2 separate regions of the Rattus norvegicus genome follow, and region 1 is linked to region 2. The links are chromatin contacts, called in public Hi-C maps. All regions are on one chromosome and are shown on one strand. The core of a region is the stretch at or near the end of the contact, and the rest is flanking DNA. Distances in the headings are between cores, read along the strand shown.

Evidence for each region. Hi-C and Micro-C count contacts between places; a contact is called where the count stands out from the background.
Region 1: a Hi-C map of Schwann cells shows a contact between it and region 2, with 4 times the contacts expected there. The contact joins two enhancer-like sites. A contact is called at or near these places in 4 of 12 Hi-C or Micro-C datasets (the A7r5 cell line, Schwann cells, frontal cortex and 1 more) and 1 of 1 datasets of contacts at active chromatin or transcription factors (oligodendrocytes).

Annotation. Positions count from the first base shown.
Region 1 is chr9:96,933,951-96,938,998 of GRCr8, forward strand. No RefSeq gene overlaps it. Among named protein-coding and RNA genes, the nearest start is that of Sh3bp4, 170 kb to the right of the region's middle. Within about 2 kb of position 3,016, at least 3 of the 93 cell types and tissues checked have an H3K27ac peak or open chromatin away from gene starts, as enhancers often do.
Region 2 is chr9:96,797,729-96,803,458 of GRCr8, forward strand. No RefSeq gene overlaps it. Among named protein-coding and RNA genes, the nearest start is that of Arl4c, 49 kb to the left of the region's middle. Within about 2 kb of position 3,248, at least 13 of the 93 cell types and tissues checked have an H3K27ac peak or open chromatin away from gene starts, as enhancers often do.

The DNA.
Region 1 (5,048 bases), core at 1,766-4,265, 140 kb after region 2:
CTATGGGCCAATCTGATGGAGGCAATCCCTCCATTAAGGTCTCTTCTTCCCAGTTGATACAAGTTTATGATGAGTTTAGGAAAAAAAATCACAGCAAGTAAGTAGAAACAGATGTCTAGACACAAGCGCTTACACAGCGTTGGCGGTATGATGCAGCAGCCAGATGTAACTAGTAGTAACAAAGCTAAAAACCCAGAGTGCAGAAACAACAAAAAGAAAACACCCATGCCCACCGTGAGAGAGTATCAGGTTGCCTCCTCATTAATGAATGGGCCAAGCAAATGAAGCAGAAGGAAGGAAACAGGAAGCAGGCTGCCAAATACACTGGATGACCCTGGCGGCACCCTGACCTGGGAGAAGCACTGTTGTCACTGTTAACATATATAGTCCTCAAGACCTAACACATTAAAGATAAATTTGTGATCTTGAGAGCTGAGCCTTGTATAGGAAAAAAAAAAAAAACCCACTACAGTATCGTTGGTAATGAGCCAGTATATGCGATACTTAGTCTCATTCTGAACGCTGCCAAACAATTGAAATCAACCAATTAGGGTAAGCCATCTTTTCTATTCTCTACCCTCCATTACCCTAAAGCTCTTGCCTACCTCCATTTCCTCACTATAATGATTGAATTTCCCGATGCCAAATCATATGGGGATTGAATGTGACTTTCCAAACATTCAAGGTGGATTTGCTGTGTACTAGAGCAGAAATGAGGGAGAGGGGAAAGGAGAAAGACTTCCGAGGAAGTGGTCCCGAGAACCAGGCCCTCCGGCTCTCGATTTGCAAAGTGCCTCTTGTGATGTCTGCCGACTTCCTTCAGCCCGGAGCAGCACACCTCAGTGAGGCTTCCTTCTCATGTAAGCCCTGTACAGTGTCAAGTCCCCACACCGTCTGGTGCATCTCCACCAGAAAGAAACCCTTAACCTGTCCAGAATCGAGAACAGGTTTCTCTTGCTGTGAGACCCAGGATGGCAGATTTCTCTGGCCAGTGTTGGTGTTGTCTCTCTCCCGTGGAAAGCAAGTTTGTGAGACCGGTATCTGAAGACCCTGTACAGTCTCACAGGCGGAGCAGTCAGGGCCAGCAGGCAGTAGAGCTGCCGGCAAAACCGTCACTGTTACCTGAACGCACCGTGACATTCCCAAGTCAAGAACGAGAAAAGATATGTTCAAGGTGCCATACTTTTTCTGTTACACTGGTTTATAAACAAATAACTTAAAATGTTAAAAACAAAAACCGGTGTGTGTTCTAAATACAATGAATACCAACGAGGCTTTGTCAGCTGCTCACAGAGCTGGCCCTGGGTCTTCTTGGATACTTTCTCTCTTTATTTTATGAATTATGCATTTCTTTGACATCAGATAGATGCCCAGAAAGGAAGAGCTTCTCACCTTGTGGGCACCAGGAACAGTTCCCCTTCGTGTTTGCTTATGTATGCATATTACATTATGTGGCTGCTGCATATGCGTAGCTTGTCCCTGAAGGTACACTGGGGCCTGAGATTCATTCTCTCTAGAACAGAGGCTGGGAGGAGCTGGGAGGGAGATGTCCTCTTTCCTTCAAGCCCTTCAGCAGCTTCGGGATTTTGTAACAATATGCATCTCACATTTAAAAAAACAAAATTGAATTAACATTTAAGACTTTTGTTTTAGAAAACTGTGTTATCTTAGATACTTTCCTCATTTTACTGTCTTGAATTATATATATATATATATATAATATGTGTGTATACATATGTGTGTATGTATGTATATATATATAAAGATTTAACCTATTTATTATGTATAAGTACACTGTAGCTGTCTTCAGACACACCAGAAGAAGGCATCAGATTTAATTACAGATGGTTCTGAGCTACCACGTGGTTGCTGGGATTTGAACTCTGGACCTCTGAACCACTTAACCACTGAGCCATCTCTTAAAGTATATATTTATAGTATTGTACTTAAAATTATATATTTAAAGTATTGAGTTCATCTTTACATAAAATTAGGAAAATAATCATTAAAATTGTACACAGTGAACGCCCTACTTTGCTTTCTAGTGGGATAAACACCATGACCAAAAGCAACTCAGGGGAGGAAAGGGTTTATTTGGCTTAGAGGTTACAGACAGTCTATCACTGAGGGAAGCCAAGGCAGGAACTCAAAGCAGGCGCCTGAAGACAAGACACCAGGAAGGACCAGTGCTTACTGGCATGCTTCCCACTCACATTTGGAAACCTTTCTCATACAACCCAGGCTTGCCTACATAGGGATGGTGCTGCCCACAGTGGGCTGGACCCTCCTACAGCAGCCAACAATCAGAAAATGATTCCATCAAGTCTAGGCTAGTGAATGGTTGAGTTTATTGAGGTTACTTACAGGAGCTCAGGTGATTCAGAGGGAGACAGGCACATGTCTACGTGACCATTTACGGAAGCTGTGTTCCTGGAGTACCCCTTCCCCGTTTGCTGGTGACTTCATTGAAGAGCCTCCTCCCTCTGCAGAGGTGACTGCGTACATAACCTAAGAAGTGGGCTTGTGAGTCCTATAACTTTCTGAACTTCCCGAGCCTGCTGTGTTTCATGAGTTTTTCTCTTCCTCTAGGAAAGAAGGTTTCACTTTAAAAGAGATGGCTGCAGAATAAGAGCTGGGGGATTTAGCACATGTGTGTGCATGTGTGCATGCGTGCTGCCTGCATGCTTGAGTACTCATGTGCAAGCCTGAAGGTATGGAGTCTGCAATGCACAATCTAACCAGACAGGAAGACTCTCAATGAATACTGACAATGTCTGTGGTTAGACAAATACAGAAAGGCTGGGGAGACAGGTGTGCCAAATAGAAAAGCCAAGAGTTGCAATGGATATAGAACTCACAATGGGTAAAATGCTTGTTCTGCAAGCATAGTGATCTGAGTTTCATCTCATAGCGTCCATTGAAAGGAAAATCCAGGGGTGGCATTGCATGCTTATACCTCAGCCTTGAGGAGTTAGAGGCAGGAGGATTTCTGTCAGTCTGTCTAGCTCAGTGGTTCTCAACCATCCTAGTGCCGCGGCCCATTAACGACATTCCTCATGTTGTGGTGACCCCCAACCATAAAATTATTTCCTTGATACCTTGCCAGGAGGCTGCCCAGTACCAGTTCTCTCTGGAAATACAGCCACTGGGGGAAGGGTTGGTGATTTTCAGGTGCAAAACTCAATTTTGCCAGGGCTAAAATGCTGCTTATTTGTAACTTCTGGCTTCGGGTGAATAACACCTGCTGTTTAACATGAAGAGATGAAGTAAACAAGTGATCACTCTGGAGTTTTGCTCTTCTATGGTCATATTCTAGTTTCGATTCTAACTTTGTTATATATCTTTCTAGCAAATCAACTAAAACCATCTCTAAGGTGGACTCAGCTTATAATGATGTTTTGCTGGGACACACGGTAGTGACTTCATAGAGAGAAACTCACCAAAGAACTTCTCCTGAGGTGTCGGTAGCTTTTTGCCACTTCTGGGAACTAGGGAGTTGGTGAGCCTGGCGTTTGCTTCTGGCTTCATGTGTGGTATCTGCCAAGGGTGTTGACTGCAGATGCTAGTTCGTGTTTGGTGTTTTGCTAGTGGACTGGACTGAGAACAATGAAGATCGGACCCACCCCAAAGAACTATTTCTAAACAGTCCACTTCCCCCATATCCCAAGAACCTTTCTTTTCCACTGCCTCTGGTGGGTGGAGGGCTAGAGGGAGAGGTTGAACCCTTATTAGCATATCTCTTAAAACTTTCTTCCTAAATTTTACCTGGTAATATTTTAGCTTAAACTGTCCAATTAAAGAAACACTTTTCTGAAGAAAACAAACAAACAAACAAACCTTTCTTCCTAAAATTATTTGAATCAAATCAGGAATTCTATAAAATCATTAATTCATCTAAACAGCATTAATTCATGAAAGTTCATCTTTATGTTGCTCTGAAGGGCATTTTCTCAATAGTGTAGGTTAATTCCCAGAATAGGCAAAGGCAGATCAGCTTCGAGAAGCAATCCTGAGATGACGTCTCTAGGGACCTTGCCTCTCACAGCTCACCCATTGTAAGTCATGCAAAAATGGTGAGGACACCTCCAGGATAGTCACCTGCTAGCTTTAGCCTCTCTGAGATGGCTCCTGTCTACCATATAATAGTAATTTTGCTACTGTTATGAATCATAACGTGAATACCTGATATGCAAGATATCTGGTTGAGAACTGCTGTTCGAGCTGATCAGTGATCACCGTGTTCAGTAAAAGACTGTCTCTCAAAAATAGTGTGGGAACACACACACACACACACACACACACCACACACGTAAGGTTGTGGGGTCCAAAGTCTGCTCTGCCACAGGGCATGGCTGCTTGGGGAGCTGGACACCGGAAGTGACCACGCTTACCCCACACTGTCGTTGGGTGTGTATTGGGCTGCAGGGAAGCCCCAGGACACTGCTCCAGGGATGAGGAAGCACATTTTGAGGCGTGGGACAGTGGTGGTGGTGAATCTCTGGACCTGCAAGCTGCAGAAGAGCTGAGAACTGAATGGGGAACCCACGGGCTGGATCTGGCCAGGGGTGGGGTGGGGAGGGTTCTGGCTGGTCCCGAAGAATCCTTGGCTTGTAGATAGTTGGCTTGGGCTTGGGGTTGGTGGCTAGGAACACAGAGAGGTCTTCTATGGGAGACTAGACGGCAGCTCTGTAGGTGAAGGCCTTCTCTATAGCTCGCCGCAGCGAATCCTGACGAAAAGAGACAGTCTGTAGTTTTAAGGCATTTATTGTTATGGCGGAAAGTGGAAGTGTAGACCTATACCCCACTTCTCAGGGGGGTGACCTGATGTTAAATACCTTTTGCAGGGAGGAGTGTCTGGGAAGGAAAGCTTATTGACCAAGCCCTCCAGATCTTTAGGTATCTCATTAAAATGGAAATCTGTCTTGAGCCTGCGTGACTACACAGGATGGATGAGTGACTACACATGTGGATGGCCTGGGGGTGATGCCCTTATGTGACTGATGACCACAAATCCATGGAGGGTTGGAGCTAGTGACAGGGCCTGATGC
Region 2 (5,730 bases), core at 1,998-4,497:
TCTCGGACATGGCTCATGGCTGTTAATAGCAAGTATAGCTTTTCTACCTCAAGGGCTTTACCAACAACAAGACATCAGACTACTGGGAACAATGCAAACTAACAGATTCAGGGAGGGTGCTCCCAACTGATCCTCCTGGGTCTTTCATTTTCACAGGACACACCCTAACAAGGCCAACCTTGCCCAGGATGGGTCAGCCTTCAGAAATTAGGGGGTGCTGGGGAGAGGACTTAGGGGTAAAAAAGTTTCCTTGGTGTTCAGTCTTAGAGCTCACACAAAAGCCAGGGTGGTGGCCTGTGCTTGCAATCCTAACACTAGGGAGGCAGAGACAGGCTGATCCTGGGGGCTCCTTGGCCAGCAAACCTAGCTAATACTTGGTGGGTTCCAGGCCAGTAAGAGACCCTGTCTCATAAGCTTGATGAATGGTGCCTAAGGAATGACACCCAAGGTTGACCTCTGACCTTTGTATGGATGTCATATAGCTGCACACACACACACACACACACACACACACACACAGGGAGTGGGGGGGCAGAGGCAGTTCTTTCAAAACGAATTGGGATCAGGAAGTACATTATGTCCTTAATTACAATTGGAAATGTTTAGTCAGGTGTGGTGATGCCCGCCTTTAATCCCAGCACTTGGGAGGCAGATGTAGGGGGATCTAGGTGAGTCCGAGGCCAGCCTGGTCTACAAGAGTGAGTTCTGGGATAGCCAGAGCTACATAATAAAGAGATTCTGTCTCAAAAAACCAACCAAACAAACAAACAATTGGAAAAATTTTTAAATTGTTTATTTATTAAAAAAAAAAACACATCCCACTTTCCATAGCTACTCAATGGCCCACAAAACCAAACAGAGAACCTAAGCTCAGACAAGGTGAGCGGCTGTGCCTTATCAAGCCAGGCAGGAAAGCTCATCTACACAGAGATGCTCTAGGGACTTAATCAGTATCTCAGGGCTTGTGGGGAATACAGGCCTTGATGCCTCCCCCCAGGCTCCTGCAGATTTGCTGGACTAGAATCCCACCCTCAGTTCTTCTGATGGGCTCTAACTCACCAGAGTTTCTAGGTGAAGCTGTATGACTTGACTACCTCACAGAATCTGGCAAGTGTCTTCAGGGCCAGCAAGGGTGAGGTTCTCCCCAAAACCTTTATAAAGTATCCATTTTGATGTTCTCCTAGTGGCCCTTTAAGATATGGTTGACACATATGAGAGGAACTGTGGTGGTTTGGATATGCTTAACCCAGAGAGTGGCACTACTGGGAGGTGTGGCCTTGTTGGAGTAGGTGTGGCCTTGTTGGAGTAGGTGTGGCCTTGTTGGAGTAGGTGTGGCCTTGTTGGAGTAGGTGTGGCCTTGTTGGAGTAGGTGTGGCCTTGTTGGAGTAGGTGTGGCCTTGTTGGAGTAGGTGTGGCCTTGTTGGAGTAGGTGTGGCCTTGTTGGAGGAGTAAGGCACTTTGGGGATGGGCTTTGAAACCCTCTTCCAAGCCACTTGGGAGCCAGCCTGCTCCTGGATTCTTTTGGATGAAGATGTAGAACTCTCATGCCTGCCTGTACGCTGCCTTATTCCTGCCATGATGGCAATGAATTGAACCTCTGAACCTGTAAGCCAGCCCCAATGAAATGTTGTCCTTAGAAGAGTTGCCTTGGTCATGGTGTCTCCTCACAGCAGTGGAAACCCTACCTAAGACAGTAACCTAATAGCCTCCCCTGCCTTCACATTGAGCAATGTGATGGGCTGACAGATAATGCCCTTCTCACTGGAGGTCTTGGGGACCCCCACACCCAGCTGAATAGGGAGACAGGCACTTTGTCTGGAGCAAAAACATCTAGATGCCACAAAGCCTGTGAGTCAAAGGTGCTGGTCTGAGGAAGGAGGGAACAAACATGCCGCCATGTTTTTGGCTTTCTGCTCCCCCAGGGCTCACTCTCTCATCCTCTCTGGAGATTCGTCTTGTCCCTGCTTCCTGAGCTCTAGTAAGAGGTAGTTGTAACTTGTCTGTTCTCAGTCCAGCCTGTTTTAAAAGCAGCTTTCCCTGATATTCCCGAAGTTGCAATTCGTGGACAGAAATGTGACACTAAACACAAAGAGTGTCACCCCCACTCCCGAATGATAAACTTACATCTCAGGGGAAAAAAAGAAAAAGAAAAACAAACCAAATTGACTGCCCAGCCAGACTCTGTTTTCAATTTGCCCTTTCGGTGAGCAAAATAAAGACAGTTCTCAGTAGCCGCGGGAGGCTCCAGCTAGATCTGGTACCTTCAGTGAGGAAGGAAGACCGACCTGTGCCCATGCCACAGTATAAGGAAGACAGAACTAAGTCTCCACCATCTTGTCTGTCCTCCAGGAGATGGGGCAGAGCTGGAGTGTGGGGATTTCAGGGCCAGGTCACACTCTAGTCATCTGACTGTGTGATGTGTTTGCCCTGAGGGATGTGCGAAAGCCGGAGCAACGGTGCTCGTCACTGTTATCAGGGGAAAACCTCCTACCAGAGACAGAAATTATTTGGAGGTTCCAGAACACTTCCCTGCTTCAGACATAAACGTAGTCGGTTACTCCCGTTATTTTGTCCAAAATGATACCGGGATGTATATGTCTTAATTCTCAGAAAATTAAGCATTTGATTGTTGAAGACACATGACCAACTCTTCTTTCACAGAAATCTAAACTTCCTTCACCCCAGGGATTCTGACCCATAGTGTTGTCATTTCGGCCAGGGCCACAAGGGGGTGCTGTGGAAGGCCAGCCCGAGTTGTCGGGAGGAAGGCCACTCACTTCCAAGTAGGAGCCAGAGCCACACGGTGACATTTTAGTCAGCTTGACACCACTCGGAGACATTTCCAACCACTCTGAGGGTGTGAGCCTCAGGGTTCCACTGAGCATACAAGCTCCCCTCAAAAGGGACATGAGAGCCAAACATGTGTTTCCAATGGGCACACTAGGAGTGACAAGGGCTCCTCTACTCCCAGTGCTAGTACAACTAGGACAACCCTCCTCACTGGCTGGGGGCCAGGCCCACCCATTAGCCCATCCATCCCACCATTCACTACAACCCCATGTGAAGCCTCATCGGGTGCTAATTAAAACAAACAAACAAAGAAACAAACAAACAAACAAAAAAACCTCTACGCTTTCCTTGGAAGGAAAAATCTAGGCGCGCCTCGTCACCGGTTACATTGCTCTTCACTGGATTGTGTGGGGCTAAGGCTAAGGAAGACTCCGTGTGCCAAGGCCCGCTGTGAGAGAGCGCGCTCCACTTCCGGAAGAGTGGGCTGTGTTTGGCGGCAGTCTCCAGCGCCTTTCCGAATCCTGCCTAACCATCCGTTTTCATTACAAAACCCCCTCCTTTGAGTCAGAGAAATTACAGCTCACAGACTTGGCTAATTTGCATGTTTCCCAATTATATACCTTGATGCAAACAAGAGAATTCAAGCGTTTAGTAGCAACAATGGCTGAAGACTGGAATAAACCGAGCCCCTTAATCATCATCAGAGGGACTCTGACTTGTAGGCTGACACAAACAAAAGAGGACGTCCAGGCAGAGTGGTGGAGCTGGAAATCTTTGCCATTCGGTTTCTTTCTTTCTTTCTTTCTTTCTTTCTTTCTTTCTTTCTTTCTTTCTTTCACTTTTTCCTTTCCTTTCCTTTCCTTTCCTTTCCTTTCCTTTCCTTTCCTTTCCCTTCCTTCCCTTCCTTTCCTTTCCTTTCCTTTCCCTTCCTTTCCTTCTCCTTTCCCACATTCTTGGAGCTAGCAAGGCATACAAACAAACACAAAATCCTAGCAGCAAAATGTATTTGGTTACTCATTGGAAACCTTAAATGCTCCATGGAGTTGACAGTTTCTCTGTTTGGCAGTTTCCAGATCTTTAATCCTGAAGATTCTGGGATCTGAAGGCAAAGGGATGTTTTGCTGTTTGGGGCCGTTGAGTTACAGGGGCAGAAGAGAGATTGTGATTGACAAAAGAAACACCCACTGTGCTCCCTCCCCGCCCCCCTTCCCTCCACCCATTCCTTCCCACCCCAGGCCAGCTGTATCCAATCTGTGAAGCTGGGGTGGGCTGACTCGGGTCATCTCCCGCAGGCAGACAGCCCTGAGGCTCAAATCCCTCCTAAATCTGTACCCATGGCTTCCCTCAGCTATTTCCGCCTCCTATGCCCTATTAGTCTCCCATCCCTAAACATCTGCATTCCGCCTGCTGCTGTCCACCCTGCACCACTGACATGAAATTACATGTCACCAAGGCCAGTCGCTCCCACAGAGATGCCACATTTCCTGTCCCAGCCTGGTTTTCCGTGCCGCTTGCCAATTTTGCCTCGTTTGTCCTTGTGTCTCTTCTGAGTCTCCATCACAGATCTCTTAAACAACAGGTGCTCCTGTGCTGACAATGGGTTGATGTCCCATAAGCCCGTCCTAAATTGAATGTGACAGGTCAAAAATGCATTCAAGACTCATTCTCCTGAATGTCACTCTGGGAGCTGAGCTCTTTGCCACCACCTAGCATCACGGGACAGGACTGGACCACAGGGCACTAAGCAGGAAAATATTCATCCTCAGAATCAGAAGAGAGGTTTCTGCTGAGTGCTTACCACTTTCATACCTCTGCAATGTCAGCATTCTGAAGTGGGGACAGCCACCACATAAAGCACTAAGCCTGTATGTTTGTTCCTAAGGGCTGCTGAAACAAATCTCCAGTCGTAGGGTGTCCCCAGCAGGGGGGCAGTCTGCTTGAACCCATGTATAGCTTCTGGTAAAACATTGTTCCTCTCTCTGCCGCTGTGTCCAGTTTGACCTCCTCCCAGCATCTCCTCTGTGGATGTGTCTGTGTGTCTGTCTGGTTATAAAGACACCAGCCATTGCATTCAGAGGGACTATTCTATCCCTCAGAACTCATCTGAACTTGATCCCATCTTCAAGGTCTTCATTCCATAGAGTCCCATTTGCAGGCTCCAGCAATTAGGTCCTGAACTTTTCTTCCAGCTCTGATCATTGTAACAGACGTCTGACATTCAGAAACACTTTATTTCAGCCTTTCTTAAAAGAATTCTTTATCACTCTCTATACTTTCTGGGCATCATGTGTGTAGAGCCCTATTCTAAGTCACTTCATACCATAAAGAAAAAGTGCCCTGAGGCTATGCCCTGCCCTGGGTGACTGCACTTTATAAAGCCAACTTTACCCAAGTGCGGTTGCGGAAGTCGGGTGACTTCTCTCCTGGCATTAAACATCATCACCTGTCCAGGACAACTACGAGGCATAGGCTGGAAAACAGTTTTTATTCCTGCAAGCCAAAAGATATCACTGATAAACGGATCCAAGTGGGCTGGGAACCCAGGGGCAAACATGCATATTTAAGTGGTCGGGAAACCAGCCCTGAGAACTTACTGAATAAACCAGACCAACAGACAGTGGACACCATCATCTGGACCTCATAAAGAGAAAGAGAGTAAGGTAACAGACCGGAGCCCTCTGGCTTGTCACCCAACCCAGTGGATGTATCAAAGGACTGAAAGATAGAGAACCGGCCATTGGCTCCCGGCTGCAGCCCAGCAGGGTCCCCACTGCTGCCACCTGCATGCCACCCAGGCCCCCCAAATGGTTTTCTTAGTAGTAACACCTGCTGTGTCTCTCTGCGTCTGTATCAGTATCCTGCCTCTATTAAGGCCCCTTTGAACTCTGAGGCCTCTTATAGCCATTGTATAACAAACACATATGCGCATATCCACATATT